Linked DNA regions of Gossypium hirsutum: region 2 is linked to region 1. The links are chromatin contacts, called in public Hi-C maps. All regions are on one chromosome and are shown on one strand. Each heading gives the region's core, a stretch centred on a gene start, on an enhancer-like site or on the middle of the called end of the contact. The rest is flanking DNA. Distances are from core to core; before and after follow the strand shown.

The links. A called contact is a pair of places that touch in the nucleus more often than the background predicts.
Region 2: a Hi-C map of leaf shows a contact between it and region 1, with 2.4 times the contacts expected there. The contact joins the enhancer-like site here to the promoter of LOC107950314 in region 1. A contact is called at or near these places in 15 of 34 Hi-C or Micro-C datasets (anther, callus, fibers and 3 more).

Annotation. Positions count from the first base shown.
Region 1 is chrD03:48,711,297-48,718,798 of Gossypium_hirsutum_v2.1, forward strand. LOC107950314 (enoyl-[acyl-carrier-protein] reductase, mitochondrial) reads left to right here and starts at 3,798. Exons shown (of 10, transcript XM_016885133.2): 1 at 3,798-4,184; 2 at 4,256-4,353; 3 at 4,639-4,770; 4 at 5,296-5,439; 5 at 5,505-5,607; 6 at 5,859-5,958; 7 at 6,076-6,152; 8 at 6,237-6,315; 9 at 6,466-6,584; 10 at 7,075-7,329. The coding sequence starts at 4,003. The coding sequence ends at 7,168. LOC121215562 reads right to left here and starts at 2,953. Exons shown (of 2, transcript XM_041090350.1): 1 at 2,615-2,953; 2 at 1,533-1,789. The coding sequence starts at 2,783. The coding sequence ends at 1,611. LOC107950313 reads right to left here and starts at 1,193. Exons shown (of 3, transcript XM_016885131.2): 1 at 173-1,193; 2 at 1-59. The coding sequence starts at 1,075.
Region 2 is chrD03:48,749,008-48,756,509 of Gossypium_hirsutum_v2.1, forward strand. It overlaps the pseudogene LOC121215563. Among protein-coding and RNA genes, the nearest start is that of LOC107950316, 21 kb to the right of the region's middle. Within about 2 kb of position 4,669, at least 7 of the 9 cell types and tissues checked have an H3K27ac peak or open chromatin away from gene starts, as enhancers often do. A contact at or near this core is called in fibers and leaf, where this site is marked.

The sequences.
Region 1 (7,502 bases), core at 2,548-5,047:
ACCAATGGAGTCACTGGATGAGCTCCCAAGAGCCCTAACAAATTTCCATACACATCGTACTGTACAACAACAAAGTAAATACAACTTTCCCCTTCAAATAATATGTTTCAAATTTCAAACTAGTTCAACTTCGAAATATTCATATATTTATCAAACGAGTGATTTTTTTTACCTGATGGAAACCAAGTTCCCTGGTGAGGGGCACCCCAAGCTCGGCCATGCAAGCTTGAATCCTATCATCACTGCCATATAAAGCTGGATACCTTTGGATGCACATATCTTGCATCTTTGACAATTCTTTAGCCAATGGGTAGCTTATTGCAAACCCACCCCCACCAAATGCCATTGCATATGAAAAGAATATGTTCTGAATATGGCTCTCTGATGCACTCCCAAGATAATAAAACTGTGTATGGTCATATTTAGACAGCACTCTCACCACATTGTTGACAATGAAGACCGTATCATCATCCCCCATCACGAACCACCTTATGTCCTTCATCCCTAGCTTAAGTGTCTCCGAGACCACCCTCGTTATCCGCAACGCCGACCGGGATCCTTGCTGGTTTAAGTACTTGAACTTTGAAGTGTCTTGAGAGACCCTAATCTCCGGCAACGGTTCATTCCTCCCTGTCCTCACATTCTTATCCACCCACACTACACCCCTAGTCTCTTGAGGCCTCCACCATGCTTTGATGTACTCTTTTCGAGTTTCCCATAGGTTCGACGACGCCGCTATCCCGAACGCGATGTGCTTGAGCTGCGTGTCATACCGGTGGTAGTTCCCGGGGGGCTGCTCGATCATCTCTACTGCCGGTGGCGGCCTCGTGTTCTCTAATGGCTCCTTCTCGACAACCTTCTTCGTCGTAGATAATTCGGTAACGGAGGAATGGTTCGACGATGGTTCGACTTTGGTGGAGAGATTGGTGGTGGTGGGGTAGCCTTTGTTACGGTCATTGTCGGTCAACAAGAGATTAGGGTATAGGATGTAAAGCAAAATCATGGTGATGAACAAATAAATGATTGAACGTCTAAAGCTACTTTGTGGCGCCGTGCGTTGCTGGGTGGTGATCATTTGTTCTTACAGTGTTTATTGTTATGTCTTCTATAATTGATTTTTTGTTGCATTTGTTTGTTGTGGATGATGACGATGTTTGGTGAATGATGTTGTGTTTTGTGTTTATGTTCCCCATGTGTTTCGGGTTGAAATGCATGGTTATAGAAATCAGGCTTGGACTGAGAATTGTTCGGATCTAAAGAGACCAAATTTTCCTCTTTTTGTCACTTTTGTTTTTAATGTTAATCCTTTTTCCCTACTTAAATGTGTTAGACGAAAATAACATGATAAGATGTGAACTCATGTCATCTAAATACTAAACACAAGTTTTGGAGATATTAATAGAAATTTTACCAATATTTAAAGTAGTGTTAAAAGACGAGGGAGTCAAAGCTACTCCTTATATCTCAATGGTGTAATTTCATTAATCTTTTTATTTTATAATGTAGTCATTGATTAATTCAAAGAAGTAAAATCAAATTTAACCCAAAATTTTTTATTGAAACATGCATTTAATGACAGCAGAGGTACAGTCTCATAAGCTGTTTGTTTCTCATTCAGAAGCAATGATTGTTTCAATGGCTTCAATTTCATTCCCTGTGAGAATCTGTGGAACTGAGGGAATTGGTGATGATGCACTATCTGATGGCATGATGGGTACATCAGTGAGAGGCAATGGCATATCCACATGATGTATAGCAACAATTTTGCCATCCTTCATCTCCACATTCACTGCTTTCAAACCCAAAAAAAAAAAATAGATATCTTTAATAAGTTTTTTATAATAAATATTGGAATTTTGGTTATATAGTTTTAATCATTTTAATTTGATTCCTCCACTTTTATATTTTTATTAATTTATCCAAATTTTAAAAACATTTATATCATCACTTTAATGGTATTATCGATTTGAAACTAACATTATAAAAGCATAGGATCAAATTATTCTAAATTAAAATAGAGGGATTCAATCTCAAATTCTGACATAATAAAGGGACTGAAACTATTATTAAACCAATTATAAATGTAGGAAGAAAACCCATAAGCAAACACAAGTAACCAAAAAGAAGGGTGATCATTTGAAGCATAAGACCATTTTTCTTTTATTCTGAGTTATTAAAAAAAAAGTAAAACAAAGATGAAATTATATAAGATAAAAAGCAAATACCTCAAGTATTAGCCATCAAAGGGGGAAAAAATTGCAGAAACTCAACATCATCATCAACATGGATTAAAGCATTTTTCTCTTGATGCTATCTAAAATGTTTAATTTCAGTTCAAACAAATCAACAGCACTTATTGATCATACAGCAAGAAGAAGAAGAAAGATCATACGATATAAAGCAATTTAATGAATTTTCTTTCCTTGTTGTAAAATTTTCTTTAGATCCAAACAAAGGAGACTAGACTTACAGCAACAAAGAGACGTCAAGTATTAGCCATCAACGAAAAAAAAATTAAAACAAGGACTAAATTCTGTGAGATACAAACAATGGTATAAAGATCAATGCAAAAACAAGAAAGGGAACAAAGGGTTGATGCAAATGAAAGAATTACCTGGACGAGACAGCAACCAAAGAATGAAGAAGCAGAGGAAGAGGATGAGAGGGATAGCGTGAACCAACTTCTCCGGCAAAGGAAACATTCGAAAGCGAGAAACCCCTTTGTTCTTTTCCTCGGCGTTGCCCGTTGGTATTGCCATTGAACGACGACCTGGTCTCATCATCTTTCAAGATTGATTTTTTCTCTACCATAGGTTCCAAGTGTTCTTGTTTGGAGGGGCTGATGAAGATACAAGACTTGGGGGGGGGTACTATCAGTTGGCTTAGTTATAGCTTATAACCACTTTAGGCGGGAAATCTTGCAGCTCCGATCTATAGTTTAAGGCATTTAATTGTGATTAGTGTAAAAATAATGCTGATGGTAAGATTATATATTGTAACAATACTATAACGTGAGACAAAAAAAAAATTAAACGCATTATGAAAGTAAACGTCCATTCAAAGGCGCACCATAAGTGACAAGGAAGAGTAATTTAAATCATATAATAACTATTATAAGTATTAGAAATTTTTAAATTGAATACGTTTAAAATTTTAATAGTATATATAATCAGTAAATGTTAAATAAAATAATATATTTTTATTCTTTTTAAAAAAAATTATTATGAAAGACTCTAAATAAACTTTAATGGTATTAAAAATATAAGTGAATTTAGATAAAATTTGAAATCATAATGCAAGTCAAGTCGAGCGTCCTAATATTATACATCAACTTGTCATTTGTAATTTTAACAGAAGTGACCAAAATAATAGAACTATATAACGTAACTGCTTAAATTGTAAACTTTTTTTATTTTTAGTGCCTAAAATAAACATTTTTTTATAATTGGAAAACTATCTGTATACTTTTCCTATTAATTTAAGTTGAATTAGCTTCTTGAATTAATTATTAGGGTTAATATGTATGAAAAAAATAGATTTGATATTTTTTTTAATCTAAATCGTACTTAAACTTGAAAACATTAATTTAATTTGGTTTTTTTTTTATTTTAAGTAATTAACTAATATTGTTGAAATAAATTCATGTGACACTAACAATCAATGACATACTGTCACGATAACCTCAAATTTTGATAAGTGGCAAAAATACATTTTTATAAATTTATTTACCATTTTCAAATTTAGTTACCAAAGTTACCAGTATATAGCTATATATTAACCGTAGTTATCATCTAACTTGATTTTTCCTTGCTCAGCCAAAATTTTTATGTTCAACTGAGCCTAACCCAATTAAGAGCAGGATGAAGGTCAAATCCTTCTGAATTTGAGATGGGTTGCCCAAATCATAGCCCATTTTCAACTGCCTGGAACCTTGGTCTTTGCGTGGACTCTTCTGGATGATATACACAAAAACAAACATTTCCAGGCAAAATTAGCTTAGAAATGGTAGTGGCGAGATCAATAGCGCTAAAAGCAGTGAATACCGCCAGTTTATGGGGTCTAAACCGGAGTCGTTTCGGGGGTTTGCCCAAGGTCCAAACCGTGAGGGCATTGTCGACAGTCATGTCTCCGCCGTCCAAGGCAGTCGTCTACGAGCACCACGGTCCACCCGACTCCGTCACCAGGTCCCCGATATCCAAATTTCGTTACTATTATTATTATTTTTCTTTTTTATTGCTTACTTTTGTATTTATAGAATGATAGAGCTACCCCCAGTAGAAGGGCAGGAGAATCAAGTTTGTGTTAAAATGTTGGCTGCTCCCATTAACCCCTCTGATATTAACCGTATTGAAGGTCTGGGTTTTCTTTTCCACGTTGGGTTTTACTTCATTTGATTTAAAAGTCTTGATCTTTGTTTAGTTGAAGAATTTGGTAGTTGTATACTATGTTACTCGGACTCTTCATAGATATAGGGATACGAACTTTGGGGAAAAAAAAAATTTAACCATGCTTATACCGGGTACATGCTCATATCCATAAATCATAGTCGATCCCGAAAAACATAAGTTTTGAATAATAATAGTAATAATGAGTTTCAAGGATTTTGTAAATAAACAAAAGTTTATTTCTAATGTATAGGAGTATATCCTGTGAGGCCACAGGTGCCAGCAGTTGGAGGCTATGAAGGTGTTGGAGAAGTGTATTCTGTTGGTTCTGCGGTTAAGGGTCTCTCCCCAGGCGATTTGGTCATTCCATCTCCACCCTCCTCTGGTTTGTTCTTTGCACCTTTTGCTTTGCCATTGTAGTTTTACTTCGAATGCCTAGTGCTTAAATATCGATAATCCTACACATCTTTCTAGTTATGTATCTTCAAGTTTAGGTGCTAAATTTATATCTCAAATCACCTTTAAGTTGGAATGTGAAATGGATTGCTGTTAAAAGAAAATTGGGTCGGAAAGTTTAAGAATGGCTAGTCTTATTGCACTCAGTAGTGTAAGAGATTTAACGCCAGAGATGTGATTGAACCTATTGTAGTAAAATAATTAGTTGAAACTTGCAAGATGCTGAGATTCTTTTTCATATTAATGACTAGGGAACCTTTGAAATATAAAAATTTTCGACATCTCATCATCAACCTAACAAAATTTGTTGAAGTTTCTTTTAATTTTCTCATTTAGATGTCTTAAAACCATTAAGATATGATTTCTTGCAGTGAAATAGTGAACTAGAATAATGAGCGTTTAGACTGATCTTTCATTCGTCTTAATGCTAAGATCAACTAAAAATTATTGGCAGGAACATGGCAGACTTATGTTGTCAAAGACCACGACATATGGCATAAAATCAGTAAAGATTCACCAATTGAGTATGCTGCAACAGTTACTGTTAATCCTTTGACTGCTATAAGAATGCTCGAAGACTTCACTACTTTAAGCGCAGGTACAGCTGTTGATGATGTTCAAGCCTCTATCACATGCTCTTGTTGATTATTCTGGTATGGGCAGGAGATTCCATCGTTCAAAATGGGGCTACCTGCATTGTGGGGCAATGTGTAATCCAGCTTGCAAGATATCGTGGCATCCATAGCATTAACATTATCCGGGACAGGTGCTGTACTTAGCTCCTTGTGACTTGTAGGTATCTGTGCTTGTCATTGCACTTGCTTTCTTTTTTTTTAACCTAGATGGTGTCACCAGTTTGGGATATATTGTTAATTAGGAGGTTGCTGTCGTTGACTGCAAATATTTTTGAGTTAAACTATTTTACTGATTGACATTCTTATCTATTAGGGTTCCTTAACTTGATGCATGCATTTTTTTCCAGTGCATCTTCATTTACCGTCCTTTTACTTGCTTTAGGGCTGGATCGGATGAAGTAAAAGAAAGGTTAAAAGCTCTTGGGGCTGATGAAGTGTTTACCGAGAGCCAACTAGAAGTGAAGAATGTTAAGAGCCTTTTGGTATTATCTATCATTATAGTATAGTTATTGTGGGGAGATCTTCGGTCTTCGTCATATGGATTTCATGTTATTAAAAGTCACTCATTGTTTCCATTTGATTTGTTACTGTCATGGTAGTCAAATATACCTGAACCTGCCCTGGGATTGAACTGCGTCGGTGGACATGCCGCTTCTTTGGTTCTCAAGTTCTTAAGGTCAGATAACCTCGCTGCATAAAGTATGACATTGGACATTTCTCTTGCAGTAAGAATCTAAGTTTCCTTGAATGCAAATTTCAGGCAGGGAGGAACCATGGTAACATATGGTGGAATGTCCAAGAAGCCTGTCACCGTATCAACTTCCTCGTTCATTTTCAAGGTAATCAAGGATTACCCCTTCTATATATTTTGTTGCTTAGCGTTGTGCTGCTGTTAGTTATCATCAATCCAAGTACTGCACATTCACTTGGAATAAATAAAAGTGGCTTCCCAAATCTGAAAGAACGCACATCCTTCTATCTGTTTGCAGGATCTTTCTTTAAGAGGATTCTGGCTACAGAAATGGTTAAGTGCTGATAAAGCGAAAGAGTGCCGAGATATGGTGGATTACCTTCTACGCCTGGCACAAGAGAGGAAGTTAAAATACGAGTACGTATGATCTTCTTATACACAATCTCACTTACCATTAGTTATTCATTTATGGTCTAATGATGGTTTTAATCCCTCTGCTATGCTGAAATTTGGGATTTAATACCTCTGATTTGGCATAAGTGGTTTGTCTACTTTTATAATATTATTAGTATATTCAAATTGATAAACACACCGTTAGTTGCTACCATTGAAGCACTAATATGGAATTCTTCTTTATTGTTATTCGGCCACTTAAATCAGTAATCAATTTACGTGTTAGCTAAAAGTTTAAAGTTGTTTAAGAAAATTCCACATTATAACTTCAGTGGCAGCAACTAACATTGTTGTTAGTTTGAACCAACTAATAACATTATAAAAGTGAAGGACCAAATTATGCTAGATTAAAGAAGAGGAATTAAATCCCAAATTTCAGAATAAGGGAGGGACTAAAACCATAACTAGACCTTGTGTCTTGAATGCAACCCATTTTTGCGCCCTTTGTTTGTAGGATGGAGTTGGTTCCATTTGACAAATTTCACAGTGCATTGGAGAAGGCACTTGGGAAACATGGGAGTCAACCAAAACAAGTTATCAAATTCTAATCTTTACGTCCTTGTTCATCAATTCTGAAGGCGCTGATGAATGGATTGTATGTATCTCTTTATAAGGCTGTCCGTTTACAATCAGTGATAGAATCTAAATGACTAGAAGTTGCCAAGAATAATAATTAGTATCAAATAGATTTTTAAGGTATTCGTGTCAACTTTTCATGTTCTGATTCTTTTCCTTTTAACCATGATCTGTTTATCATTGAGGTTGAAAAGTGCAGTAGAAAAAAAGCTTTTGAAAAGTCAATTTAGTATTGTTTTCAAAAAGTATTTTTGAGAAGATAAAATGTATATTTTAAACATAAAATAGAAAATATGTATTTAAATG
Region 2 (7,502 bases), core at 3,419-5,918, 39 kb after region 1:
CTATTCATATGTTATTAATGTAGAAAGGAAGCTCGACACTTCTATTGACAAGTTAAAGGGTGAGATTTCACATGTTGAGCATGCCATAAAACAACGAATTCATGATATTAGCAAGGTACCAAAATGAGGCGTGGTAATGCTAGGCACAATGAAGTACCTTAGGACAAGGTTAAGAAAAATAGATATATAATAAAATTAATTATTTGATACACCGAAATTTTTGGACTCTATCCTTCTAAAAAAACTTTGCTCACAATATATCAAATATTTTTTTTTAATTAAATTGGAAGTTTTGTCAATTTATTATTACCATTTTGATGGAAATTTCATACGTGGATCACAGATTTTATATTTGGTCGGTTAAAGTATAGACAAAGATAACGAAATTATATTACAATTATTATAGAATTTATACCCATGTGTCAAATAATATTAATGGTTAGAGAGATTATATAAAAATCAAAATAACTCAAAATACTAATAAATTTTAATTTAATATAAAGTAGGGACGACATCAGAAAATTATCGAAATTAAATTATATATTTTTATGATAGTAAAAATATAATTTCATCATTTTAATAATCTATATCTTTATAATTTTTAAATGATTAAATTAAAATTTTTAAATTTATTTTTAGAATTCACTTACAATATATCAAATGCTAATAGATTTTTTTTTTCATTCTAAATAAATTTCAAATTATGTCGCGTGTCTTTTCTTAATACTTTTTTTTATATTTTTATTATACCTAAACAAGGTATATGACTAGGGGTGTTCAAATTGCGATTAAAATCGAATTAACCGATCAAATCGATCTAATTCGGTTAATGATATTTTGGAAGTTTAGTTATCGGTTAATTCCGTTCGAAATCGGGTAATTAGCCGAATTAATCAAAATTAATAATTAATAATTAATAATACAAATTATATGTAGTTTTAATTTGGATAATTCGGTCAATTTAACATTATCAATTTTTTTATATGTTTTATACTTGTTTTAACCAAAAAAAAAAACAAAAACAAATAAATTTTGGTTAATTTGATTAACCTACCGAATTAATCGAAATATTTTGATTCGGTTAAAGGATTAAAAAATTCGATTAATACTAATTCAGTTTAATTAACCGAACGATTAACCGTTTGAACACCCTATGACACAATTTGTATGTTGATGATGGTGGAGTCTTAATTTTCCACTAACATATATCAAATAATCTTTCAACAATTATTGTGGAACTTAAAATTAAATATACACACATGTTTATCTATGCTATCGTTTAAGTTTCAAATGAAATTGATGTCACGAGTTAATCGGGCATCAATTCGATTGAAAAAATAACTAAAAGCTGATTATTTTTATAAAGTATATTTATATAAAAACTACTCCGAACAAGAAAAAAGAAACAAATAAAAGGTTGCATCTGTACATATTGTTTGTGTGACAACTTATTATTAATTCAAAATTTTTATTATAAGTTTTGATTATATCTGTTCATTTAACATAATATTTAAAACTGCCCATAGTTCCTCCTAACCCATAAATGGGAGGACAATACGTTTCAACACACTCAAATCCATATTATCTTATATTGGCAACAATACCCATGCCAGTCGAACTAAAACTTAACCGGCAATTTATTTTAATTTCTTAAATATGTATATATGTTGAAGAAATTGAAACAATAGACAAAGCTACATATCAACTCAATTTATTTGGTGGGGATTACATAAAGGTTTCTATGTTGAAGATAAGTACAAAACCTTAAATTTAATGCTATACAACTAATCCAATAATTTAATAATTTGTTGTTGCAATTAATTTATTTTTTTTATAAAAATAATATTATTATATTACTAGAAATTCTATCAGCATATAAATGTAGAAATAATGTATTTAATATATAAAAAAGTGTTTAAAAATAATATACCATAAATGGTATGAATTTAATTAATAATAACATATAAAATATGTATGGTTTTAAAAATAAAAAATTAGATTAAATTGTGAGTAAAACAAAATTTAAATACATAAATACATCAAATTAAAAATAAAAATGTTTATAATGATGTTGTCATCAATCCTGAGTTGGTGTCGAATTAATTTAAGACTCGACACCAACTCAATCAATAACATTATCGATATGTATAATTGATGGAGGTAATAAAGTGTGCGTAATAAAATTAAAATGTATAAAAAAATATTAAAATAAGCTTTCGTTGGGTAGTAAATTTAATGTTTTACTAATGCAATTGGCATGAGCTCGAAGTTCACTAGAGGCATATTTTTTTTGTTTTTTTTAATAAAGAGACTAAAGTATCCTCAATTTGTATTGATATTGTAATTATTTAAGATTTTCTTTTACCAAATTAATATTTAGATATTACTTTGTATTAGTTCACTAAATGAACTAAAAATGTTACTAAATTTATTATAAAAATTATAAATTCTATAAAAGAAATCAAATTTATCTTATTTTTAGATACTATTTATAAGAGCAAAATAAAAAATTTAAAAACTCAAGGGGATTTAAATCATGGTAGTTGGCACCATATTGGTACCAGTCATATCAGTTGGTACATATCGTTCTAGTCCTAAACCGGTACCAAGTAGTTTATGTTCCATTGCGGTCAAAATTTTAGTGCGTTTTAGCTTGTTTCGGTCAATATTAGCTTGTACTAGTGTATATCGGTTGGTACAAAATTTTGATATTTTAAACTAAATTTTAAAAAAATTTTCATCTTAACCCTTTTATTTTTCTATAATTATATTTAAAATTAAAAGCTATTAAATTTTCAATTAAGTCTTAGCTCAATTGACATCGACATTGTTGCCAGTGCAGGAGGACATGGGTTCGAATGTGTTGAAGCGCATTATCCTCCTATTTAAGGGTTGGGGAGACTATGAATAGTTCTAGGTATTGTATAAAAAAAACAGATATGATAAGAATCTATAATGTGATTAATGTTAAAAAAATTATTAAATTAAATTATTACATTTAATTAATAATTTTAAAACTTATATTTACATATAGATATATTTATATGAATGTAATTGAGATATGTTTGCATGTAAGAATAATATATAATTAATTTTTTATCAAAATAATATATAATTTATTAAGAAACTATAAAATTAGATTAAAAATATATATGAAAAAAACTTGTTTTATTTAAGAAATTTAAATAGTGGACATTTGGAATTTAGATAATTAATTAGTCAAATCATTGAGAGAAATACAAAAGCCCCAATAATAAATGGATGATCCCTGAACGTTGGATTAGCTTACTAAAGTGAGTATGACAAAAAATCCTAACCGTTAGATTAAAAGACCTGATAGGTGGGTCAAATGGGGAAGGACTTTTTATATGAAAGGGACGGTGATTTGATTTTAATATCAACGTCCTGAGATTATGAATATTACCATATAAAACATATTTTATAATATTAGATTTTGTGGCATCAATAATTATGTGAAAAATGCATGTAATAGATTAAAGTAATTAAAAAATTATATAATAATAATTTTCTTTACTTAAAAATTTTAAAAATCATATTATTTTGGATTCGAAATTTATTATGTGCAATTATTTTTTAAAATTTTATATGGAAAGATAAAATTACACTCGAGACATTAAAAATAAGAGTTTTGAGTAAATTCAAAACTGAATTGATGACCCGATTCTGAGTGACATCAAATTAATAAAATATTTGAATACAATAATAATGGACTAACGTGCTAAAAAACATTGGGTTAATTTTGTATTTTTATAAATTTAATAGAGTTAAATAATATTATAAAGTGTTAATGTGCAAATTAATTTTTTAGTTAAAGATAAATTTACCACTTTATCATGAATTTTGTCACTAAAATTTAATTTTGTTTGAATTTTACTACTCAATTTTAGTTTAACAAATTTTAATAAAAAATTAATATTTTAGTTTAATGCTTAAAATTAATATAATATTAAAAACTAATAAAAACAATTATTTATAAAAAGTAAACTGTTTTTTATAAATTAACTTATTTTTAACTACTAAAATAAAGCATTTCAAAAAATATTCTTCTTTGTTAAATTTTATTTTTAAATCATCAAAGGTAAATTTAATTAAAAATAAAATTAATGAAAATTTCAATAAAATTAGTGATAAAAATTTAACAATATTCTAAAAATATAATGGTAAATATTAATCAAAATAAAATAAAGTATAGTTGAAGATTTCAATATTCACCAATAATATGGTGGTAAATTTACATTTTAACCCTATTATAAATAATTATAAATCTAAAAATATTTTAATTATAACACAAGTTACTGTTTATTGGTATTTATTTATAAAAAATAAAAAGAAGTATGAAAAAACAAGTAAGTGTTGTAATTAAGGTGATAAGTGTCATTAACGGGAAAAGTAAATGAGATAGATAACAGAAGGATAAGGATTCAATTAAAATGTTTTAAACTTTTTAAGAACTAAATTAGAATTTGACCAATTTTAGAGATATCTAATGTAATTAACCCAAAACAGTAACACAAAAAAATAAATATTATTTTAAAAAATCAACCTCTTAAGATAATACTTTTATAAATAAAAGATCTTTTGTGTGGACAACAAGAAAAGAACAGGCAACCGGCGAAACCGATATCCAAAAGAGAGAACGATGTTTATATAATGATATTCTAACTGAGCTTCACAAAAATGGAGTCTCTGTCTTTGTAGTATGTTTCTCTCACACGTCCCATCTCCTTCCTTTTTCTCTCTTTCTTTGTTAATGGAAATCAACTAATCGGCGATCATCTCTTCCTCTTTGTGAACTGATCGCTGGGTAATTCTATAATGCCAACCTTCATTTTAAGCTTCCTTTGCTTTTCAACGATTTCGTCTGAATATTGACCTACGATTTTGTTTTTGAAGGTCACAGCGAGAAGTTGATATCAATTATCAATATATTTTTTTTATACAATTTCTTAAAAGGGGTTCGGAGTCAAAGCTGAGTCGTAATACGAAATGCTAGATCTTAATCTCAATGTCGCGTCACCTGAGTCGACTCAGGGATTGGACTCGGTGGCACCTTTTACTGATGAGCTCATCAACGAAGGTTCAAGGAACCAAATGGACGAATCCGGGACCTCGAATTCGTCAATCGTCAACGAAGACGGCGAGTCGTGCTCGACACGCGCCAGCGGGGAGGCGTTCACTCTGAGTTTCGACATACTCAAGGTCGGAAGGGAGAGCCGAAACCACGAGGCGGCATTAGTGGTTACCAGGGAACTGTTTCCGGTGAAGGGAATCGGAGCGGATTTCGGAAGCTCTGAAGGTCAAAGCTCGGGAAACAGTAGCAACAAGAGCAAATGGATCGATCTTTCATTCGAGAGAAAAGAGGCTGCTGCTGAGCCGCGAGTGATGCAACAACAACCACCTTTACAGACGGTGAAGAAAAGCCGTCGTGGACCTCGCTCTAGAAGCTCGCAGTATCGAGGAGTTACTTTCTACAGAAGAACTGGACGATGGGAATCTCATATCTGGTATAATTTTTTCTTCGTTTTAAAAAAATTCCATCAGTTTTTATGGGAAATTCCTTATTGGGGGTGTAACTGAATTTTGACTTGATCGGTTAAGTAATTTTAACTGAAATTTCGTATGTTTTCTTTCGAATTATTTGTTCGATTTTATTTATTTTTGCTATTATTATTGTTTCAGGGATTGCGGGAAACAAGTATATTTGGGTATGGAATGTGATTAATTAGTTCTGTTTTGATGTTGGCAACTTTGTTAATAAGGAAATTTATTTGTTTGTTTTCTATTTTTGGTATGTTTTTCTTTGATCATTTTCTTCTCTCTCTTTGATTTTAATTTTTTAGGTGGATTTGACACTGCTCATGCTGCTGCCAGGTAGTTTACTGGAAAAATAATTTGTTTTGAATTTTTTTTGGCTGAAGTTGTATTGAGCTTAATTTAATTTTAGAATTTTCTAATTTCTGGGTATATTGAATTATAGAGCCTATGATCGAGCGGCTATTAAATTTCGAGGTGTTGATGCTGATATCAATTTCAGTCTCTGTGATTATGAGGATGATATGAAACAGGTTTGATTCTGGATACTGTTGTGGTAAATATTGATTGATACAACTCATTCACAGTATAAATGTTTGAATTGATGGTTAATCTTTGTTCTTATGTTAATGTGCAGACGAAGGATCTAAGTAAGGAAGAATTCGTGCACGTTCTTCGTCGGCAGAGTACTGGTTTTCGGCAGAGTACTGGTTTTCGAGGGAAGCTCGAAATATCTAGGAGTAACGTTGCACAAATGCGGCAGGAGGGAAGCACGGATGGGGCGGTTCCTAGGCAAAAGGTGAGATACTTGTTCCTAGGCAAAAGGTGAGATACTTGTTTAAGGAAATTTAAATTTTTGCAGTCAACATGCTGTCATTTAGGAGTATGGATGTAAAATGATTTGAGTGCCTCTTGGTGTTGAACTGAGAATCGGTTTTTCTTGAACGGATTCTCAGTGGGATTGTTGTTTGGTTTTTTCTCCTTGGATGGGAAAAAGAAAAAAAAAATTGTAAGATGCCTATTTCAAAGAGGAAAAATAATTGGGGATGGTGTTTCATGGTGGGGATTACGATGCTTGCGTGCAGGTATATTTATCTTGGGCTATTCGACAGTAAAGTAGAAGCAGCAAGGTCCTAGTGATCATGAATTACTCTACCTGATACTGAATTTATTACCCTGAATTCTCAACCTCAATAGGGTTCTATCCAACACTTGTCTACCTTTTGATTTTTTCTGGAAATCAGGGCTTATGACAAGGCAGCTATCAAAAGTAATGGACGGGAGGCAGTCACTAACTTTGAGCTGAGTACATATGAAGGGGAGATGGTCTTTGATACCAGGAACAAAGGTATTATTTGCTACCATCACTTATTCAGTCCGTGATGTTGAAAATAATCTTGAAATCAGGGTTACTTTACAAAGAAACTTCTGTGATAACAGCTCCTGCTAACTTGTCTTTTTGAACTCTCTTTATGCAGGCAATAGTCACAACCTTGATCTGAACCTGGGGATATCTCTGCCTGTTAGCAATGGTCCCAAGGAAAAGGAAAATGCGAGGCATCTCCAAATGAATAACGGAAAGAGTTTAAGGGTAACTTTTGAATCGAATTATTTTGAATTTACTTGTATGTTTCATCACATTGGTAATCTTGTTCTTCAACGTACTATTGAATATTGATGTCCTGCATGAGCATTAGGAAGAGGTGGTGTTAATCTGTTAGCCTTAGCTGATCTTGAAGCACCATATGTGGCATGTTTGGATGACAATTGAACATCTTGACTTAGTTTAACTCGATAAAGGTATTGATCATGTTCTCTATGATTTACTTCTGCAGGCAGAGAACCCTGCAGCTGCAACATTTAGTGTTCCATCTTTCCAAGGGTTAGCGGGGACTTCAGATCAGCCTATTTTCTGGAATAGTGCATATCCGAGATTCTTTCCTAGTGAG